Regions from separate parts of the Mus musculus genome. Here region 1 is linked to region 2. Evidence: chromatin contacts called from public HiChIP or PLAC-seq data. All regions are on one chromosome and are shown on one strand. Each heading gives the region's core, a stretch centred on a gene start, on an enhancer-like site or on the middle of the called end of the contact. The rest is flanking DNA. Distances are from core to core; before and after follow the strand shown. Region 1 has its middle 40 kb from the start of Gm32998. Region 2 has its middle 27 kb from the start of Gm52263.

The links. HiChIP or PLAC-seq counts read pairs in DNA pulled down with a chosen protein or histone mark.
Region 1: a FOXA1 HiChIP or PLAC-seq map of pancreatic cancer cells shows a contact between it and region 2. The contact joins two enhancer-like sites. A contact is called at or near these places in 2 of 115 datasets of contacts at active chromatin or transcription factors (fibro-adipogenic progenitors and pancreatic cancer cells) and 1 of 9 other capture datasets (embryonic stem cells).

What each region holds. Positions count from the first base shown.
Region 1 is chr16:30,107,509-30,113,026 of GRCm38.p6, reverse strand. No RefSeq gene overlaps it. Among named protein-coding and RNA genes, the nearest start is that of Gm32998, 40 kb to the right of the region's middle. Within about 2 kb of position 1,731, at least 15 of the 459 cell types and tissues checked have an H3K27ac peak or open chromatin away from gene starts, as enhancers often do. A contact at or near this core is called in pancreatic cancer cells, where this site is marked.
Region 2 is chr16:29,913,169-29,918,300 of GRCm38.p6, reverse strand. No RefSeq gene overlaps it. Among named protein-coding and RNA genes, the nearest start is that of Gm52263, 27 kb to the right of the region's middle. Within about 2 kb of position 2,825, at least 97 of the 459 cell types and tissues checked have an H3K27ac peak or open chromatin away from gene starts, as enhancers often do. A contact at or near this core is called in pancreatic cancer cells, where this site is marked.

The DNA.
Region 1 (5,518 bases), core at 482-2,981, 200 kb before region 2:
TCTGGGGGCGGGGGGGGGGGGTATCAGAGAAGTCATCGATGGATCCACTGAGCATACACACGAGTTGGCTGCTAGGCTTCATGGATTTACAATCCAGTCCCAGCCCTCCCTGGTTGTTTCTCTCCACAGTTCCAGGCATGCCAGTTCCTTTCCCCGGTTTAGTGGGTTAGGTTCCTGGAAGTTGTACCCGTGTGCTCAGCTCCATTTCAGGACCATCTTCCTACTTAGTCTCTCCTGCTAAAGATGTGAACCCAAAGACTCGACCCTCAAAATGGAGACACTGGGTGGCAAAATAACCAAATTCCAAATCATGTGCAGCTATAGGGAAAAAAAAAGAATCAAGAATAGCAACAACCTTAGTATAATGGACCATTGAAGAATGGAACAGTGGTTAAAAAGACCATGGGAGAGTTGATTAGACAGTGCAGTGGTGACGTAACCAAGTTTAACTACCCTCACTTGTTCTTTGGGACCCACATGGCAAAGGAAGAACCTGATTTGTACAAGTTATCCTCTGACCTCCACATGTGTGCCCCACCCACTCCACAAACACATGCAAGTACATAAATAAATATGATTTTGTAAAAGTATTTGATAAGAAGCAACTTTGAAATAGACAAGGCAGGGGCTGGCAAGATGGCTCAGCGGATAACAGCACTGACTGTTCTTACAGAAGGCCCTGAGTTCAAATCCCAGCAACCACCCCTAATGAGATCTGACGCCCCCTTCTGGTGTGTCTGAAGTCAGCTACAGTGTACTTATGTATAATAATAAATAAATCTTTGGGTCGGAGCAAGCAAGGGACTGAGTGAGTGGGCCAACGGGAGAGAGCAGAGGTCCTAAAAATTTAATTCCTAACAACCATATGAAGGCTCACAACCATCTGTACAGCTACAGTGTACTCACATACACTAAATAAATAAATAAATAAATCTTTTTTTAAAAAAAAAGAAATAGGCAAGGTAAACGGAAGTGGGTCTGGAGAGGAACAATCATTGTTATTTACCAATACTGACTAGCTTTGTCCTATGTATTTTCAGCTGGAAAGCAAGTAGATTTCTTATATGTGTAGTAGTTCCATTCTGTCTACTTCCAAAGATGATTTGGGAGATATAGACACGTCACCGGTCAGGAAGAGAGAAGGAATTTGTTACACATTAATCAAGGTCTTAAAACTATGTGGCCTCTTCCCCTCTCTGTCTCCCACATGCCAGATGAAGGGGTCAGAGCAGATAATCTATGGAGTGCTACTCAGTGCTGATTGTCTGTGGTTTATGGAGGAAGCCAAACCATTTATTTTCATACTTTCCTTCAGTGGTGAATTCACTGTCTGCATGTTTTCTTTTGGCACTCATCCCACCACTGGTGTTCTTTGTGTGTCATTTTCCTAGACTGATCATGAGACCTCCATGTCAGAATAGGGTCTTATTCAGCCTTGTGCCTTCTTAACACAGGGCCTGGCACATGAAAGATGTCACCAAATACTGTCCAAAGAGTTGAGATGTGGATGAAGTGATAGGAATAGACTCGGACACCCTGTGCTTAAGGGGGACTTTGCCAGGAAACAAAGATTCTGAACAGCCTATCTGAACCCTTTTTCCAGGAGCTCTTTCCTGTGGTGCCATTTCTGGTTGTGGACTAAGGGAAATTTACAAGTCTCCATGGTGATTGGAGATCTCTGAGTTGGTGCTAACTTTCCAGCAGGCAAGTGGTGAAGAGAGCTGGTATGACTACCTGCTTAGTCAGAAGTGTCAGGATACTCTAGGCAGGTGGCTCCTACATGATCTGAGCCACTATGCTGTCAAGACAATTCCCAAGTGGGAAGCTCAGCCCCCTGTAGCTGGTCTTTGCTACTTTGTGGTTCTTCTTTCTTCTACCCTTTCCCATCCTTCCAGCCCCTTAACAGTAGATAAGAGAGAGAAAAGGATAGAGAGGAAAGGAAAGAGATCCCTGAATAAAGTCAGGGATGGGAAAGGGAGCAATATTATCTTTAGACTGCTTCCTGCTGATTAGGTCCATCAAGTGGGCTGTGGGGTAACCAAAGAGGCATCCAGAAGACAGAACATCATAATTAGACTTGATGTTTAAAAAGGGATGATGGCTAAGCTGCAAGGATGGAGATACCAAAGAGAGTTGAATTTAGGGAGACCAATTAACAGGCTTTGGGGAGTCTCTAAAAGAGGAACGTTAGTGTAGTTACCAAGGACCAACCTCAGCTTGGAGAGGGTTCCTGAGGAAGAGATGTTTGGAGCAGCAAAAGAATAACTCAAAGTCAATCATGAGTACAAACTGACAGCTCCATGTTCTGCTTGAGCTGGCTCTGCAGACAGCTACGTAGATAGATGAGCTCTTGCAGACCAAAGCCTAGTCTTTTATTTACTTATCAATTCAATCATTAACCCAGGTTCCCTTTTGATTATCCCACAAATCAGCATTTTATAACCTTAGTCCCTAGATTCTTAGAAAGAGATAGCAAGTACATATTTTATAATGTCGCAAATGAACTCAGAGATCTGCCTGTCTTTGTAAGCACAAACAATAAGTTAGTTGGGTGGGATCTGGCTCTGAGATCACCATTCTCATTACACCTGGACATATAGTTCTGTCCCAGGCTGAACTTGAACTCAGAAATCTGCCTTTGTATCTTTCTGATAATCTGGCTCATTAGTGCAGCTGCCTTTGTTCTTTTAGGTCCGTGAAGCCCCCTCATACAGTTCATATTACATTCTTATATTTTGCATAGTTGAGAAATTATACATTCGTAAACTCATGTTTTCAGAGTTCTTCCCCACAGCCTTACAGGCTATCTTAAAGTTTACAGCATTTACCATTTTGCTGAGGAACACATTCTCACCTCCCAGACTCATGCTGTTTCTAATTATCATGGAGTCATTAACTTTAACAAAGAGAGCATTCCTCAAAGGAGGAACATGAAAATATGTACATTATTATACAAACAAGCCCTACACCCACAGCAACTGTCAGCACAACTGGGGGCCCACCCCTTGCTAGCTCTGCTCCAGGAGCAGGAACTGTGTCACACTGTTCCTTCCACATGGCAGGTAGTGCAAGACAAACAAACAAGAAAGACACATCATATAGAAGGGAAGAGAAGGCAGATTCAAGAGTTTCTGATAGTTGGGCATAGTGGTCCACCCCTATAATCTCAGATACTGAGGAGACTGGAGTTAGAGGGTTAAAAGCTTAAGGCCAACTTGGAACGTTTATGGAGACTGTTTCAAAATAACATAAAAAGGGCCATGGGTGTAGCTCAGTCGTGGATGCTACCTAGTACCTTGGAGAATAAAAAGAGAATGTAAGGTGGTAAGCATAGAGCGAGTGGAGGGGGGCCATGAAGTTGGAGAGGAGTGGACCAGGAGAAATCAGGGCAGTGGCATTTCAGTCCTAGAGCCTACAGTACATCTAGGAGAAGTTAGTGGGCAGAGAGCTAAGACAGGATGTGGGTTTGTGGAGAAGGGATGCTGAGATCTGAGATCCACTCCAGGTGCATTGCACTAAATCAAAAAAGAAAATTCTTGGTACATGAAGGTGGGCATGCCCGTGGGGAGCTTGAAACACAGGTCTTAAGCTCAGGGAGTGACCACAGCTGAAATAGACTTACAAACCAGGTAATGATGGAAGCCACATACAAGGAACTCAGGTGGGTTTCTTCTGTGCCCTCTACCAGAACCATAGTCTCTGTGCCCTAGACAATATCACAAGTTGATTGTTCTAAGGCACAGCTCAGACTCGGTGCCCTGTTGAAGTGTGTCCTTTGGAGGGTTTCCAGTGAACAGTGAGGTACTTCCTATAAGATTCTTTATGACCTGGCTGACTTTGTCCTTCTAGAATGTGTTTCTTGTAATGCAAGTATGACTGCATCCTTGCAAAGCACACTGTTTGTTTTGGATATGTTTTAATATCTGTTTCGTTCTCTCCTGCCTACTCCAAATTCTTCTTTTGTCTCTTCCTGTTGAAAGTTTATTATTGAGTCTTCAAAGAATGAGGCAGCCATGGTCTTAATCCCCTCTATAGGTGATCTTTCAGGTTCTTGCATCTCTGGGTTTAAATCATGATTGGTTACTATTTTCCTCTGAGACACCCCACTCTATATAATACCACCAGCAATAAATGCCTTGTGACACTCACTAGCCCTAGAAACTAATAAGGCTAAATTTTATAACATCTGCCTCCAGTAAGGGACATAATAAATGCAGAATGCAGAGAATATCTGTGTTAGATCTTGGCTTTTGAGTTTCAGAAGTCAAGAAAGTAGAGTTACAAATATAGACTTTTGAGTTCATATTTTATGTCAAAGAAAACAGATTAAAATCCAGTCTTACTCACTCACAAACTAGATGAAGGTTCTCTAGTCTGAGGAAAGTGGGAGGGTGGGGACTATTGAGTGAAGGGAGTGGTATATTCTTTAAGATGAAAGAGCCAGCCTTGGAGCTGCCCCTCTGTGAGTGCCAGACTCGCCAGCAAGAAAGCCACAACAGGATCCTTCTGCACACGTTTATTGGGAGAGCTTGATTACAGAGGCGAAAAGATCCCGAGTCCCAGAACTGGCGCTGCTTATATAGGCCTAGGAGAGGCGTGTCCACACCCAATTGGTTATGCTTTCAGTACGCTTTCAGTACCTCATTTACATGCCCCAGACCAGGCAGTGACTCGGCAAAAACTTTACTGCACATGCAAAATGCGCACATTGGTTGTTTACCCAAACTTATGGGTGGTGGCCAGCGGTAGCCAGCGCCACCTTGTAATGTGTGTATGTGGCTTCCCACACCCCTCAGACAGAGAAGACTCAGCCAGAAGGATCAGGTAGCCTCTCCTGATCCTCACTGGTAGCAGAAAAGATCACATCCTCACTGGTACCCGTAGACCACATGGTTTCCACTCCAGCACGTCTTCATCCCGCCTTCACCTTGCTATGTCAAAGAGCCACATGGACCACTCTTGCTCTTGGAACATCACCACGAGTAGCGTTAAATATTTATAAATAAATCCCAGTGTGGGGTTTCTACCTGCCTCAAGGGTTATGTTCTCAAAAGAAAGACGCACACATAGCCTTTATATTTCATATGCCTTAGGCAGCACAATAAATGGACAACTGCCTAACCTACATGCTGTTAGAACCTACCTCCCACTGATAATTCTGAGTTACTACTTAGTGATTTCTGTGTTCCATTTTGGCTGCTATTGACCCAACTGAGCAGTCCTTTGGGCTGTGTTCTCTTGGCCCCCTTACATGACATCTCTGCTTCTCTTTCCTGCACATGCCTCAGGCATGGTGTCTCCCTCCTCCTCCTTCCTCCAAGCCCTGGAGTCCTAAACCCTGCCTCTGTCTCTCTTCCACAGCTATTGGTTACTGGCATCTTTATTTATCAATCAGAATTAACTGGGGGCAGGTTCTCAGAAGCTACCTGCAGACACACTCATGCAAGCTGTTTTGAGGAGACCCAATTAGCATTAGAATACAAGCAGCTCCAACCATGGGCCATACATCAAGAGTAAG
Region 2 (5,132 bases), core at 1,576-4,075:
CAGTCATCATGTGAATGATACTAAGTTCTTGCTGTCTGCTCAAGTAACAGTCTGCCCCCCTTGCATCACAGCTCCAGTGGTCTCTGAGTGTCTTCCTGGCTGACTGTGGAGAATACATTGCCAGGGGGCTCTGATACAGCTGGATGCCTTTGGTGCTCTCTGTTCAATCTGTTTTCAATTGGAAGTCTTTTTTCAAAGGCGTTTGCTTTGTTACACACTTTCCATGCACGGGGTCTTGCCCTCAAGGCAGCTTTCCAGCCTTTCCTGTTTTCTCACTGCCAACTCTGGCTTCTCTTTAGTAGTACTAAGTACAGATGCTTCTTCTTCTTCTTCTTCTTCTTCTTCTTCTTCTTCTTCTTCTTCTTCTTCTTCTTCTTCTTCTTCTTCTTCTTCTTCTTCTTTTTTGTTTTGTTGTTTTTTGAGAAAGGGTTTCTCTGTGTAGCCCTGGCTGTCCTGGAACTCACTTTGTAGACCAGGCTGGCCTCGAACTCAGAAATCTGCCTGCCTCTGCCTCCCGAGTGCTGGGATTAAAGGCATGTGCCATCACCACCCGGCTTACAGATACTCTTCTTCAAGCCCACCTTGTCTGTACCTTTTAGTGAGATGGCTCAGTGGTTAAAGAGGTTTGCCACCAACTCTGAGGACCTGAGTTTGATTCCCATGGTAGAAGTATAGAACTGATTCTCACAAGTTGCCCTCTGACTCCACACCAGGATATAAACAAACATGAATGCGCGCGCGCGCACACACACACACACACACACACACACAAGTTCACACTTCTTGCCTCACCAAACCTCACATTTCTCATCTTTCTCCCTTGAATTCTCCCTGTAAATCTGATGGAACACAATGAACAGTAACGGTGCTGTAGCTGAATGTCATACTGTCTTGAATTGTTCTCTGTCAAACAACTTAGTTCATGATCTTTTCAGGACACAGGCCAGCCATATCTGTAGTATTTACCAGATGTAAAATGAATCGTCTCTAGTCCAGTTCCCAATAGATTCCTTATTCTTCTGAGAATCCTCCTGAGCGAGGCTTGCATTTCTCTCAGGATTCTGGTATCCTTCCCACACTCCACCAGAATGGCCCATTAACCTCTGCTTTGGCATTCTAGGGCTCTGCTATTCTGAGGCTCTAAATTTTTTCACATTCCTTCTGTAAACCAGTTCTAAGAGCTTAAGAACCACAGGGTCAGGTTTATCCTGGCAAGTACCCCACAGGCCAATACCAATTTTCAGTATTAGTTACTTTCTTGTTGCTATAACAAAATACCTGCTAAGAACTGAGTTCAGGAAGAAATGTTTCTTTTGGCTTATGGTTCGAGGGCACAGTCTGTTTTGATGGGAAGGGTATATAGGCAGGAACAAAAGTCTGTCTGCTCTCGTCTAATGAACCAGGAGACAGAGAAGGAGAATCCCTCAGCACTTACCTGGCCTTCTCCTTTTTCTCTTTTTATTTAGTCCAGGGCACAGACCTATGGGACAGTGCTATGCACATTAAAGACAGGTTTTTTTCCTTCCATTAATCCCTTCTGGATGCTCTCATAGGCATCTCTGAGAATGTGGCTTACCAGTGTCCTTAATCCAATTTGGTTGTCAGTGAAGGTCCATCATACTATCCAAACCTTGACAACACCATCTTATTAACTATCGTAACTCAGTGAGTTGAGTATTAGCATTCTCCAGTCACAGATGAGAAAGCAGAGAGGTTACAAGGGACAGGCAGGCCAAGCCAACCTCCCTTTTGCTGGGTCTTTGCCTGAACTCTGCCTGAAACAGCTATTGGAAGACTCCAGGCTTCGCACAGGCATGTGCTCTGCACCTGGGGTCAGGGTGAACCAGACCTGGCTGATTGCACCTGGTGCTCTCAATACAAAGAGGGAAGATCAATAATTGTCTCTTTCTGAAATGATGTAGGTTATATCCCTGATCTTGGTATTCCCATATTCTGTGCATAAGCTTCTACTACAGTAGTGGGTGAGAACAAAAAGAAAATAAGAGAAAAAATATAAAGAGAGAAGAGAGGAGGGAGGGAAGGAAGGAAGGAAGGAAGCAAGCAAGCAAGCTTAGGTATGATGATGCCAACTTCTGTACCTAAGGTCAGACAGCTATTAGAAAGGAGAACAGGCCAAGTCATGGTGGTGCATGCCTTTGATCCCAGCACTCAGGAGGCAGAGGCAGGTGGATCTCTGTGAGTTCCAGGCCAGCTTACTCTACTGAGTGAGTTCCTAGGACAGTCATGGCTACACAGAAAACCCCTGCCTCAAAAACAAACAAGTAAGTACATAATAAATAAGTGAGTAAACAAATAACTAGAAGAGTAGGATTTGAAGGGAGGCTGCTTGGTCTTCTCTGGAGCCTTTCCATCTTGCTTCACATACCTGCGCTCAGTAATGACCACAGGACTGTCTCCCCAGGGTGGAGGAGTATGGCACCTATTCCTAGTGTGGATGAGAAGACATGCTTGTTTAGAACACGGATGCATCTATGAGCCTGCTGTTTAACTCTTCGAAAGAATGGCATTAAAGCTCACATTCAAGTAACCTCACAGAAAAAGGCTCGGTCTGGTGAAGATTTCTGACATCCCCTGTTCCAATCAGCTGCGGAGATTGGGCTGCAGCTGGGCTGATGACTCTTCTCCCACACGCATGAGTGTGTTACTAGGAATGGAGACCTGGACAGGCTTGCCGGCCCGGGCACCCCGCCGAGTCACACCCAAGTGGTGAGCGCTTGCCAGCTTCTGGGCTAAAGCTATTGCCCTGAGAGTCTGGGCAGGGCAGGCAGCTCTGTGCTGATTCTTTTGTCTCCTGGGCAACAGCCTGGAGCAGGCTGTGGTCACCCGTGGGAATGCTCCTCCTGAGTCAGCAGCGCCTGGAGTGTCCCAGGGTGTGGTTGTCTGTTCTTTGGGGCCTCTTTATTTGCAGGATGTCACTGCGCCATCATGGGTTCAGGGGTAGAGCTACAGGACAAGGGCTGTTTGGAACCCCTGTTAACTTGGGAGTTGAGGCAGGGGTGGTGGTGGGCTATAACTGCGAGTATGCTACTATAAAGCATCAGACAGCAATTGGAGGTTTTAATTCTAATCTACCCCTCTTCTGGCTAACTATATCAATGGGGATAATTTACATTCTCTTCTCAGAGCCTCAGTTTCCCCATCTAGACAATTAAATAATGCCAGGCCCGTTTATGTCAGTAAACAGACCTGTTTAATCTTCCATGCAGTGTTCGATGTTACAGTGATAAAAGGAGCCTTTTTCCCCCTCACTCTGTAGACCCGGCTGGCCCGGAACTCAGAGATTCGCCTGTTTCTGCCTTCTGAGTGCTGGGATTAAAGGTGTGCACCACCACTGCCAGGGAGCAGCTTCAGGAGCCAATTTCTTATGCAGCTACATCTTCCTAATTCCTCCAGACTGTTTGCCTTTTTTGAAGAATCTGGTTCATGGCTGCACTCTGAGATGCCAGTGGAATTCCTGAGAAGTAGGGGAATGGTAGGCTGGGCTGTGGAGGCCCAGGGATTAGGCCATCATACTGTATGTAGTTGGGGGGACCTGCTTAAGTGGGATCCTCAGTCTGTTAACCAGCATGTAATGTTGCTTCCTCGGTGCCTCTTAGCCAGACTTCCACGGAGTCTTGTAAAGCCTCCTGCGTTGGGGATGATGAGTGTCTTTGGAATACAGATTCCCTTCAGAGAGTGAAGAGCCATCCATACTGAGAACTACAGATGATGGAAAGGCTCTGAGGAAGTTATATCTCATCCCAGTCAGAATCAGAATTTCGGGGGGGGGGTCGGGGGGGAGAACAGAGGGTGGTTCTGGAGAGAGACTACAGCTGCTGGGGCTTGATTACCATCCCCTGCCCACTGTGTGTTTGCATTAGGAGCAACATAATGTTTTCAGTTGGCTTTGGGGACAAGGTGACAGGTAGCATCAGGAGTCCCTTTCCATATGTCCAAGAGTGTTACACTTCAGTCTATGTGCATGAGGACCCAGCTTTAGCGGCACTGTTGCCATATGGTGTCAGTTTGAATGACACTGGTTCCGGTTATCATAACTTCATTCTGACCATAGATATCTCCCGGACCTTAGCCAGGAGAGCAAGCGACAGGAACACAGATGACAGAAGGTCACAGGAGCAGGGATGTTTGGTTTGGAACATCAGACTCATCTCTGTGTACCAGAGGAACCATTAATTCTGTTAGGTCTTGCTCACCTTCCCTGTTGTCATTTCTTCTACTCTCTAGGGAAAACATTTGGCTGATGTAGCAAAGTTGTATCAAGATCTCTGAAGTGATGGGGCAGGGGCTGGCTAACAATATGACGAGACCTCATGGAGGTGATTCTGAGATATATGGAGTGAGCCTAGATCTCCAAGTCCTAGAGGACTTAATTTTACAGAGTTAACATCTACTTCCACCTAATATTGGCTTGACCGGTTTCCAGGGGTTCCTCAGTGTGGGGTGGAAGCATTTTTCAGGACAGCCTTGCTGGCTCCAGCTCCACAGGAGAATGCCTGCGGCTCGTCCATTCCTCTTCCCTCTGGATGTACTGGAGTGGGGAGGACCATTCTGGTTTCTGATGAGTATCCCTTTTTTCTTTTCCTATTTCTATTTTATTTTTAACTTGTTGATCTTGGCACAAGAGTTTGTGTAGATTTGCTCGTAACAATTACCTTCTGCCTTGAGAAGCGCACAGAATGCTTTGGGTATATTCTTTATAAATCTTGGGCCATGTCCTTTTTTTTTTTTTTCGTGGGGGAGGGGCTGGAAACTCACCAGAGGACTAACACAACACAGGCTCACTGACTCAGCCTTATGTCTCAAAGATGCTCTCTTGTACTGCCTCCTGATTTTGTACTAAACCCTGTGCACACAGTGCACCTCCATAGACTTGATTCTTCCTCTCTAGCAAAAACTGCGGGGTCTCTTGCAATTCTGCACTTTTATCATGAAGCCTCTGGGCCTTCTCTTTACCTCCCGAATGCTACCTCTGCTCAGTTCCCATGTTCTCACATCAATCTTCACCTCTTTCCTCTCTTTCCTTTTAAAATCTGTAATCCTTGAGCTGCATGGAACAGGCTGTTGCCTGCTTTGTGGAGAGATATGTAGCCCAACAGGATTAGCCAAATATA